Regions from separate parts of the Sus scrofa genome. Here all the other regions are linked to region 1. The links are chromatin contacts, called in public HiChIP or PLAC-seq maps. All regions are on one chromosome and are shown on one strand. Each heading gives the region's core, a stretch centred on a gene start, on an enhancer-like site or on the middle of the called end of the contact. The rest is flanking DNA. Distances are from core to core; before and after follow the strand shown. Region 1 holds the start of SGMS2 (phosphatidylcholine:ceramide cholinephosphotransferase 2). Region 2 overlaps SGMS2 (phosphatidylcholine:ceramide cholinephosphotransferase 2). Region 3 has its middle 33 kb from the start of PAPSS1.

Region 1 (3,249 bases), core at 741-3,240:
TTATTATAAGAGGAGATAAGTACTACAGATATATATGTTTTCCTAACTTAATCAGTATGTTTTATCATACCAAAGGAATATCTGTAAAACTTGATTTACAGTATGTACTGGTTTAAAAAAGAAACGGACAGGAACACAACTGTCAGCCCTTTCTCTCTCTTAGAACATTCAGCATTATTATTTTTGGAAAGTGACTAATCGGGGACTTAGTAAACTTTGATATGTTGTAAGAACAAAAAGGTTCAGTTGAAAAAAAAAATCACCTCTCACTGTGAGACGGACAAGTCAGTCAGTGTTTTTCACAACATAGAAATAAGATGAATAATTTGCTTTCTCAGATGTTGATAACGAGTAGAATGGAACTCAATCATAATTAGCCTATTACATTTACTGGAGGATATTTAAATTACATAATAAAATCACCTAGTTATTTATTTCACAATATTTACACTGAGGCGCAATAGTAACCACAAATTCAAAACTAGTCATTAAGCAGCCCCCGTGCCAATGGAGACCTTCCTATGATGGAGTGCAGAATTTACATCTGCAACAAAGCATGTAGGTTGCCAGGCCTTCTTTTGAGCTTTCTGACTTCACCCATGTACATAGGCCCCAGAGCCCACAATATCATTTCTTTAAATCTATAGAAAATCTTATTTAAACACATCTCCATAATGTCTGAACATGTTGGTTGTAAAGTAGGGAGTACATGGAATATTCACTCAAACTTGCCTATGGCTACACATTTGAAATCTGGTCCTTCTGTGTTCATCAGCGGACTGGTGAACAGCAGACCCAAGTCTCTGATTAGATCTGTGATTGTCTATAAAAACTATTGTTTTGAATTTCCATTTACTTTGCATCCTACAAACAAATCCATTTGCTAGTGCCTTCTGGGCAAAATGCCTGGGCTTCGTAAAAAACGAACTCCTATTGAAAAGGAAAAATAAGCCCAAGGTAAGTAAATTTCAATTGTCAGTGTTCTCTTCTGGGTTCTTACCTTTCAGTAGCTTGAAATGACTGCATTTTCCAGGACAAAGATGTTGAACCTTTGGTTAATTTCAGGAGCATTTTCATTTAGGGGAAATTTCTGTGGTGACAACAGTTGTCAGTTTCAGGGTTTTTTCTGTATTTTTTTTTTCTATTACTATCCTGTTTAATTACCATAAACTGATGGTTGTTTACCTCCATGATTTCTGTACTGGGCACCTAGACACGCCTCTGGATTATTTTTGTTGATTATGTGTAATCACCCAAAAGCTAGTTCAAATCCTAAACAATTACCCTGTCCGAAAGTAGAAATTAACATAAAACATATCTCAATGTAATTCAATAAAGATTTGGGCAAATTCTCTCTGATTCATGCTAGTAAGAATCTGAGGCAGCCATCGTTTACTCTGAAAACTGCCTAGCAGGTGTATGAATAGCAACTCCAAGAAATGTAGAGCCTTGACCATTTTAAAGAAGGCAACACCCCTTCTAAAAACATAACTGCTGAGCTCATCAAAGAAACCACACAGGGCCGCCTTGTGGCTCCAAAAGCTGCGGAAAAGCGCAGTGTTGAGTTGAGCAAAGAACTATTTATTCTGGTGTTTATTTTGGTTACTGTTTTTTATCCTTAATGAGAAGCAAATCAATTAACAGGACAAATGGCATGGTTGATAGTCACCTAAGGGAAAGTATTATTAGTCTCATTAACTTGGAGCACCCTTCCAGCTCACACCTAGAATTACCACCGTGCGGACCCATGACTAACCCTGCCGGGCAGCCCTGTGAGGTTTGGAAACCCACCTCTTTGACCTAGGCCCAGGCAATACCCGGTGAGTAACCGCTGGTGCACAAGCCCACTCACACCGATGTCAGGAAGCAGGTCCCAAATAAGGCGAGGTGCGGGGGTGGGGGATCCCTTCCTGACCCCACCCTTGAAAGTTGCAGGGAGTGGCACCCAGAGAACTTTCCCAGATTGATCTCTGTCACTGCTCAAGGAAGGTCCGCTCCAGCCTTTCTGCCCGGAGCCAATCAGCCCTGCCTGCCAAGCCACTCCTTCCCTGCACCTTTAACGGTTGGGAGCCGGGAAACGTCGGCTGGGGTTTTCTTCTTAAGAAGTCGCACCGGTTTTTCGAGCTCCGCTCTGCGTCTGGAGGGCTACAGCAGCGGGAGCGGGTGCCGCCGGGTGAGTCACTGTTTGGAAATGGAGTGGGCGGGCGAGGGTGTGAGAGAATGAATGATGTCAGGAGCGCGCAGGGCGGCGGGCGGGGAGAGCGGGCAGCCGGGCCGCGGGGCCGCGGTAAACACCGAGCGCCGTGCCGCGGGCTGAGCTGGGCGGGGAGACCCCGCCCTCGGCCGCACGGAGCCGTCCGCGGCCGCCCGAGCCTGGCCGGTACTGCAGCGCCGCTGAAAGCGGCCTCGAAGGCGGCAGCCGCGGGAGGGACCCGGAGAGCAGCTTCCCTGGCGGGGCCGAGGCACGAGAGGGCGAGACCCCGAGTAAACTTTCCAGCGGCTTCGGCCGGGGGCATCTGCGGCGGCGGCGGCTGCGGGCTCCGTCCCCTGGCAGATCCCGGCGGGGGAGCGAGTGCCTTGCGCTGGGAAGGTCTGGAGCCCCAGCTGAGAGCGGGTAAGGAGCGCCCGAGAGGCTGGCGGGGGAGGATGGGCTGAAAAGCGGCGCGGCGGGCGTAGCGCGGGTGCGCGAGGGTGGACTGAGAACGCGGACGTGGCTCTAATTCGGCCCCCAAGCGCCCCGCCCCAGGGCATCCTTCCTTGATTTTGCCTGATTAAGGATGGACGGTGTAGCTTCGTCTCCTTCTCTGAGCATTAGCCTCATTCATTTGCAACCATTTCAGGTAACTAGGTCCTGGCGTTGGAAAGACACAGATTGAACCTAGATTGTCCAGAGCCACTCTGGAGGTCAGGGTTGAAGTTCAGGACGTGGAGGAGGGACTGTCTCTGAGCTTTTTTGAGAGGCACTTACTGATGATGTGTGAACCGTGATAGCCCAGCTCTGAGCTGCCACACTGAAATATTTCAGCGTTTGGCATTCTAGAGCTGCTCCCCTTAAGGGAAAGGAGCCTTGGTGTTTCAGCGCAAGTAGGTGGAAATGGATCTGTCTACCTCTCTGAGATATGGATAATGGTTAATAGCCCGTGGCTACGTCTTGAAACAATGCACATGTTATGGTCTGTAATTTTTTTATATCAGTCTGCCATTCTTCTATTTCATCTTGCCTGCTTTAATATGATCTTAACATCATTT
Region 2 (3,286 bases), core at 686-3,185, 66 kb after region 1:
CACGCCAGAGACACAGCAACATGGGATCCAAGCCGAGTCTGCAGCCTACACTACAGTTCACGGCAATTCCAGATCCTCAACCCACTCAGCAAGGTCAGGGATTGAACCCACAATCTCATGGTTCCTAGTTGGATTTGTTAATCACTGCGCCATGAGGGGAACTCCTGAAAAAACTTTTAAAGGAGTAAAATTTCTTAGCTAAACTGGCTCCTGTTAACATAGCACTATACCTATATTATAAATTTAATATGGTAGTTAATTACAGTAATTATAACTAAATGGCAAATATGGGTAGCAGAATATTAATACTCAATAGGCCTCTTCCCCCTCCCCCCCCCGAGAGGTGATTTCTAAATTTATATTAATTTTTTAAAAATTACGAAGATTTAAACATGCCTATAGGGTTATCTGGAGACTTCCCTATGTATGTACATATCTCTTTTTTTAAAAAGAGCTTGTAATTGATTGTCTCTTCATCTTATTCACTGATTATATTCTTGACTCTCAAGAAATGGCACTAGTAGCATTAAGAACAGAAACTCCTGGCGTTCCCTGGGGGCTCAGCAGATTAAGGATCCTGAACTGTCCCTGCAGTGGCTCCGGTGGCTGCTAGGGCATGGGTTTGATCCCTGGCCTGTGAACTTGCGCATGCCCCAGATGCAGCCAAAAAAAGAACTGGTTTGAATCTGAGATCCTCCGCTTCCTTACCTGTCTGACCTTGAGCATCTCACTTGATCTCAATTTCTTCTTTTCTTTAAAATAGTTCCTAGTGTTGTTACGAGGATCAATTAGATAATACACCTAACACAGAACCTGGCACATACATAACATTTGCTGAGAGCTATCATATTATGGCTATTTTATTCTGCCTTTTTAATGACTTTATGGTGACAACGGAGTTTTCTTTTTTAAGGGCTGAAAAAGCTTTTTTAATGTCTGTTAAATTCATCAGTCTTTTATTTCCATTGATCTTCAATTCTGTTTTAGGACCTAGTTTTTCTTAAGCCTTTGAATACTTTCAAGTAAATCTCTTTCACTCATCATTACAGGGGGTTTGGGGGGTTTTTTGTTTGTTTTGGGGGGGTTGTTTTGTTCCGTTTTGTTTTTTGTCTTTTTAGGGCTGTACCCATGGCATATGGAAGTTCCTAGGCTAGGTATCCAATTGGAGCTACAGCTGCCAGCTTACACCACAGCCACAGCAATGCCAGACACCAGCCACATCTTCGACCTATGCCACAGCTTGTGCGATGCTGGATCCTTAACCCACTGAGCAAGGTCAGATCAAACTCTGATCCTCATGGATACTAGTCAGGTTGGTAATCTGCTGTGCCACTGTGGGAACTGCCTGCAATTTTTTTTTTTCTTTTTACAGCTGTACCTGGGGCATATGGAATTTCCCAGTCTAGGGGTCGAATTGGAGCTGTAGCTGCTGGTCTGCACCACAGCCGCAGCCACAGCAACACCAGATCTGAGCCACATCTGCGACCTACACCACAGCTGGTGGCAACACTGGATCCTTAACCCACTGAGTGAAGCCAGAGTTCGAACCTGCATCCTCATACCCCTATGTCCAGTTCTTTAATCTGCGGAGCCTCAATGGGAACCTCTGTAATTGCAATTTGTAAATGTTAGCAACACATTTTCTTTGATCAATGTTTAACCTCCATCTTCAATAGATTACATCTTTTAAACGTTAGAACCATATATAAACTTAGATATGTTTTCTTAATTTTTAAACTATATTACACATTTACTATATCTTATCTTCTTGACTACTCCAAATGCACAAGCAGGCCAACCGACTAATTTAGCAATCAAAGCACTCCTTTTTTCTTTTTTTTTTCCCCTTTACAGCCACACCCAGGGCTTATGGAAGTTCTCATAATATCCGAATTGCATCTGAGGCCTATGCCCCAGTTGGCAATGCCAGATCATTAACCCACTGCACCACAGCAGGAACTCCAGCAAGCAAAGCATTTCTAAACCAGCTGGCTGGAGTTCATGTCTGTGCATAGGATGCTATCCGTAGCCTCACATCGGAACTGCTGGGAAACCTGGGAGTGGGTCGTGAGCGTCACACTTGCACCTTTTCTCTGAGCCTTGAGTCTCTGTTGCAGGGCCTCTTCCCCACTTTTTGTAAATCTTAACCTCTGATATGAATTACTGAGGTCCTACCTCTTCCATTCAGATCTAATTTTGTACTTAATTGGATACTGACTGCATCCTTCTTATACAGTTTTTGTATACTTGTCTCACAGTTTTGTAGTTACTGTATCAAAATACAGTATTTTAAGTATATTAAGAGAGCTGTAATTTATTTAATCACTGGTGGATATCAGGCTGTTTCCAATTTGCTCTTCTAACTGTTGAAAGCTTACTGTAGAAATATTTTGTGCACATCCTTATTTCCTTGGAATGAATTCCCAAAATAGAATAACTGGGTACCATTACCCCAATATTGGTTGTATAAATGTTATCTAATATCTACTGCCACAGCCCTTCTGTTGCTGCTCCCATTTTTACTCCCTGATGAACCTTAGAATCACTGTCAAATTTTAGAAAAGAATACTTCATGGATTATTAAGAAAAAAATGACTAATGTATATGAATAGGGGAAGTTCAAGCCCTTTGTTATAATAGAAGTGATAGAAATAAAGTATAGAAGCAAAATTATGAATTTTCTTGGAATTTGATTCTGAAGTTCCCTTAAGGGTGAAAAGAGTGGCACTGTGGGAGTTCCCATCGTGGCTCAGTGGGTAACAACCCAACTAGCATCCATGAGGACGTGGATTTGGTCCTTGGCCTTGCTCAGTGGGTTAAGGATCCGGTGTTGCTGTGAGCTATGGTGTAGGTTGCAGATGCAGCTCCGATCTGGCGTTGCTGTGACTGTAGGCCCGGTGGCTACAGCTCCGATTTGACCCCTAGCCTGGGAATATCTATATGCCGCAGGTGCGGCCCTAAAAACAAAAAAAGGAAAAAGAAAGAGTGGCACTGTAAGATTTATTTCCACTGGCTATTAGAACACAGATTACATGGCTAAAATGAATGATTTTGGCATTGAAAGAGCATCATTATATATACTTCTTTTCTTGTATTTCATCAAATGCCTTTTTGGCTCCACTCAAGATGATCTTATCTTTTCTGTTTAACATATGTTTATATTTTATCGCAGTTATTTCCTAATTTGAAACCTTTCTTGCATTTCTGGAGTAAATCATACTTACATCTTTTTCTTTTCTTTTGAAGTTTTGTAGTCGCACTTGTGACATACAGGAATTCCCAGGCC
Region 3 (3,036 bases), core at 332-2,831, 73 kb before region 1:
AAATGGTGTTGGCTCCTCCTAGAGGCTGAGGATAGCTGAGTATCTGGTACCAACAGTTGTCACTGGAAAAAAAGGTTGGATGGTGGTCAGAGGCTGGAAGAAGGGGTGTCCCAGTTTCTCTTCCGTCCAAACACTAAACACTATTTTTTTTTTCTTTTCAGGGCCACATATGTGGCATATGGAAGTTCCCAACCTGGGGGTCAAATGGGAGGTGCACCTGCCAACCTACATACACCACAGCCACAGCAACACCAGGTCTGAGCCATGTCTGTGACCTATACCTCTGCTCACAGCAATGCTGGATCCTTAACCCACTGAGAAAGGCCAGGGTGGAACCCACATTCTCATGGATACAAGTCAGGTTCTTTACCACTGACCCACAATGGGAACTCCTGGTCCAAACACTATTGAAGCAAGACACTGATCCACAGGATGGCTTAGTGCAGTGCCTTGAAATTAGGTTTTTGACCAAATACGAAAACCCAAACCCAAAAAACTAAATTATTAAGGAAGACTGAGTTCATCAAAAGGCCACAACAATTTTAATTTTGTGTGCATCTAATAAAAATAAACCCTAAAAAATTTTTATGGCTGTACCTGTGACATATGAAAGTTCCTAGGCTAGGAGTCAAATCGGAGCTGCAGCTCCTGGCTTAGTCCACAGCCACTGCAACGCCAGATCCAGCGTGCATCTGCAGCCTATGCCGTATTTTGCAGCAATGCCAGATCCTTAACCCACTGAGCAAGGATCAAACCCACATCCTCGTAGATACTATGTTGGGCTCTTAACCCGTTGAACCACAATGGGAACTCCCAAAAGCCTTAAAAATTTAAAGCAGAGTTCCCTTGTGGCACAGCGGGTTAAAGATCCTGCATTGTCACTGCAGTGGCTTGAGGTGCTGCTGTGGCTTGGGTGCAGTCCCTTGCCCAGGATCTTCCACATGCCACAGGTGCTTAAAAAAGAAAACTTAAAGCAATAGTTGGTAGAATTACAGGAAGAAATTAACAAATCTACTGTGTAATGGAATATTTCAATATCCATTTGCTCATTTTATCCAATGAATGTTCTTGGGTGCCTGAATGCTAAGAAAATGTCTATTTATTCATTGGAAATATGGCTGTGAATGAAACATAAAAATCCTCAATCTTTTGTAGTTACTATTTTACTATAATGGAAGGAGAGAGAAAAATGCACAAATAAATACAGTAAAACCCTGTGAAACACACCCAGATGTCATGAATTCTGAGATTATAGAATGAATGATTTGCTCCCATCCACCACCTAACCTCACAGGTAGAACAGAGGAAGGAGAATAAAGTTGTTTTCCTGAGGACAGGGAATGGAATATGATAGGGGTAGGGGAGGAACTTAACATGAAAAAAGCACAAAACCCAAAGGGGAGGTAGAGTTTGAATCCTGCTTGTTCAGTGATCTCCCAATTCAATATTTCCAAACTGAGCCAACAAAACTGTTGCCATCTAGCCAAGAATTTCCTGGAATCACTGATACTTTTGTGATATCCAGTCGCTACAGACCCTGAATACTTCCCATCAATATGTAAACTGGAGTGAACAATCACCACTAGATGGTGCCAAACTGTAGTGGGGACCCAGCATGGATTTTGGATGGTGAAGCCCAGGACTGTGAGCCGTCTCCTACCCATTTTATTAATCTCACACTGAAAGACAAGAATGATAAATCAAAGCCAAAATGGTTGAAAAGGAAGACAAAGGACTGCATTATTTCACAAAAGTTATAAGTTTATGTAAAAAATCTAAAAGGTCTCTTTTGAGAAGTAATAAGAATTTACCATAGGGTCAATATGCAAAATTCAGTTGTATTTCTGTTAAATTTAACAAGTACTCAGAAAACATTTCTGTAACAACACATAAGTAGAAAACGTAATTTAGAAAGAGACTATATTAAAAATAACTCAAAAATAAGTTATCTAAAATTAAATCTAATAAAAGATGTATGTATAAGGCATGTACAGAAAAAAAAAAAACACAAAACATTTTTAAAATACACTCAAAATACCTAAGTAAATGGAGAAATATGCTATGTTCATGGAAAGAAAGGCTCAATTTTTTTAAAAAAAGTTATTGTCCCCAAATTGACCTACAGAGTTAATGTTATCCTAATCAAAATATCAACAGAAGTTTTGTGAAAAATGACAGTTGATTCTGATATTTGCATGGAAAAGGAAAAATATCCCAGGAACTCTTCAGTAAAAAGAGGAAACTTGGCCAATCAGACATTGAAACTAATGATGAAACCATATTACTTAATGCTGTTTTGGAACAGGAAAGGCCAAAGGATCATTGAACAAAAGAGAGCCCAGAAAGACTCACGAACATATGGAAACTTGACAAATGTCAGAGGCAGCAATGCTGATCAGTGAGGAAAGATTACACTGAGATTCAATAAATAGATGTGTTTCTTCTGATAATAAATAAATCGATAGGGAAGAAGGAAAAATTCTCTTGCAGGAGAATCTCGTGTAGAAGGAATTATGGAGATAGAAAATCACCGTTTGGCAACTACTACAATAATTGATTCAGAGAAAGTTGTCAATGGATGCCGAAACTATTGGGTTGAAAGTTAATGAAGAACAAGATAGCTACATAATTTCAAAGTAGCTTATTAATTACAAAAAGGAAAATAGTGCTTTTAGGGAGGATAAACATGGAAGACATCACTTTAACCAAGTAATCAAAGTTGACATTTTCAAAAATGTAAAATGCTGATACTGTATTTGTCCTGAATGTTACATTGACAAGCAAACAACCTCACTTATACAGTATTCCTGCCAGAAAGTCATCACCTAAGTCTAGTTATGAAGAAATATTCCATGAAGAAAACCCACATTGAGGGACATTCTACAAAATATTTGGCCTGAGCTATTAAAATATGTCACAATCAAGAGCAAAACATTTGTCTGAGGAACTGTTCCAGACTAAGTGTGACTGAAGAGACAATTCAGCTGAACTATAATATGAGATCCTGGACTGGATCCTGTGGTAGGGGGATGGGCA

Evidence for each region. HiChIP or PLAC-seq counts read pairs in DNA pulled down with a chosen protein or histone mark.
Region 2: a contact with region 1 is called in an H3K27ac HiChIP or PLAC-seq map of alveolar macrophages. The contact joins the enhancer-like site here to the promoter of SGMS2 in region 1. A contact is called at or near these places in 1 of 5 promoter capture datasets (liver), 3 of 47 Hi-C or Micro-C datasets (embryonic fibroblasts, liver and skeletal muscle) and 2 of 2 datasets of contacts at active chromatin or transcription factors (alveolar macrophages and skeletal muscle).
Region 3: an H3K27ac HiChIP or PLAC-seq map of alveolar macrophages shows a contact between it and region 1. The contact joins the enhancer-like site here to the promoter of SGMS2 in region 1. A contact is called at or near these places in 1 of 5 promoter capture datasets (liver), 3 of 47 Hi-C or Micro-C datasets (embryonic fibroblasts, heart right ventricle and skeletal muscle) and 2 of 2 datasets of contacts at active chromatin or transcription factors (alveolar macrophages and skeletal muscle).

What each region holds. Positions count from the first base shown.
Region 1 is chr8:114,144,687-114,147,935 of Sscrofa11.1, reverse strand. It overlaps SGMS2 (phosphatidylcholine:ceramide cholinephosphotransferase 2), which reads left to right and starts at 1,990. Exons shown (of 6, transcript XM_013978974.2): 1 at 1,990-2,173. LOC106504747 (a long non-coding RNA gene) reads right to left here and starts at 1,901. Exons shown (of 4, transcript XR_002346838.1): 1 at 1,792-1,901; 2 at 1,001-1,090.
Region 2 is chr8:114,078,205-114,081,490 of Sscrofa11.1, reverse strand. The region is part of intron 1 of SGMS2 (phosphatidylcholine:ceramide cholinephosphotransferase 2); the gene reads left to right. Among named protein-coding and RNA genes, the nearest start is that of MIR9843, 31 kb to the left of the region's middle. Within about 2 kb of position 1,935, at least 4 of the 83 cell types and tissues checked have an H3K27ac peak or open chromatin away from gene starts, as enhancers often do. A contact at or near this core is called in alveolar macrophages, where this site is marked.
Region 3 is chr8:114,217,781-114,220,816 of Sscrofa11.1, reverse strand. No RefSeq gene overlaps it. Among named protein-coding and RNA genes, the nearest start is that of PAPSS1, 33 kb to the left of the region's middle. Within about 2 kb of position 1,581, at least 5 of the 83 cell types and tissues checked have an H3K27ac peak or open chromatin away from gene starts, as enhancers often do. A contact at or near this core is called in alveolar macrophages, where this site is marked.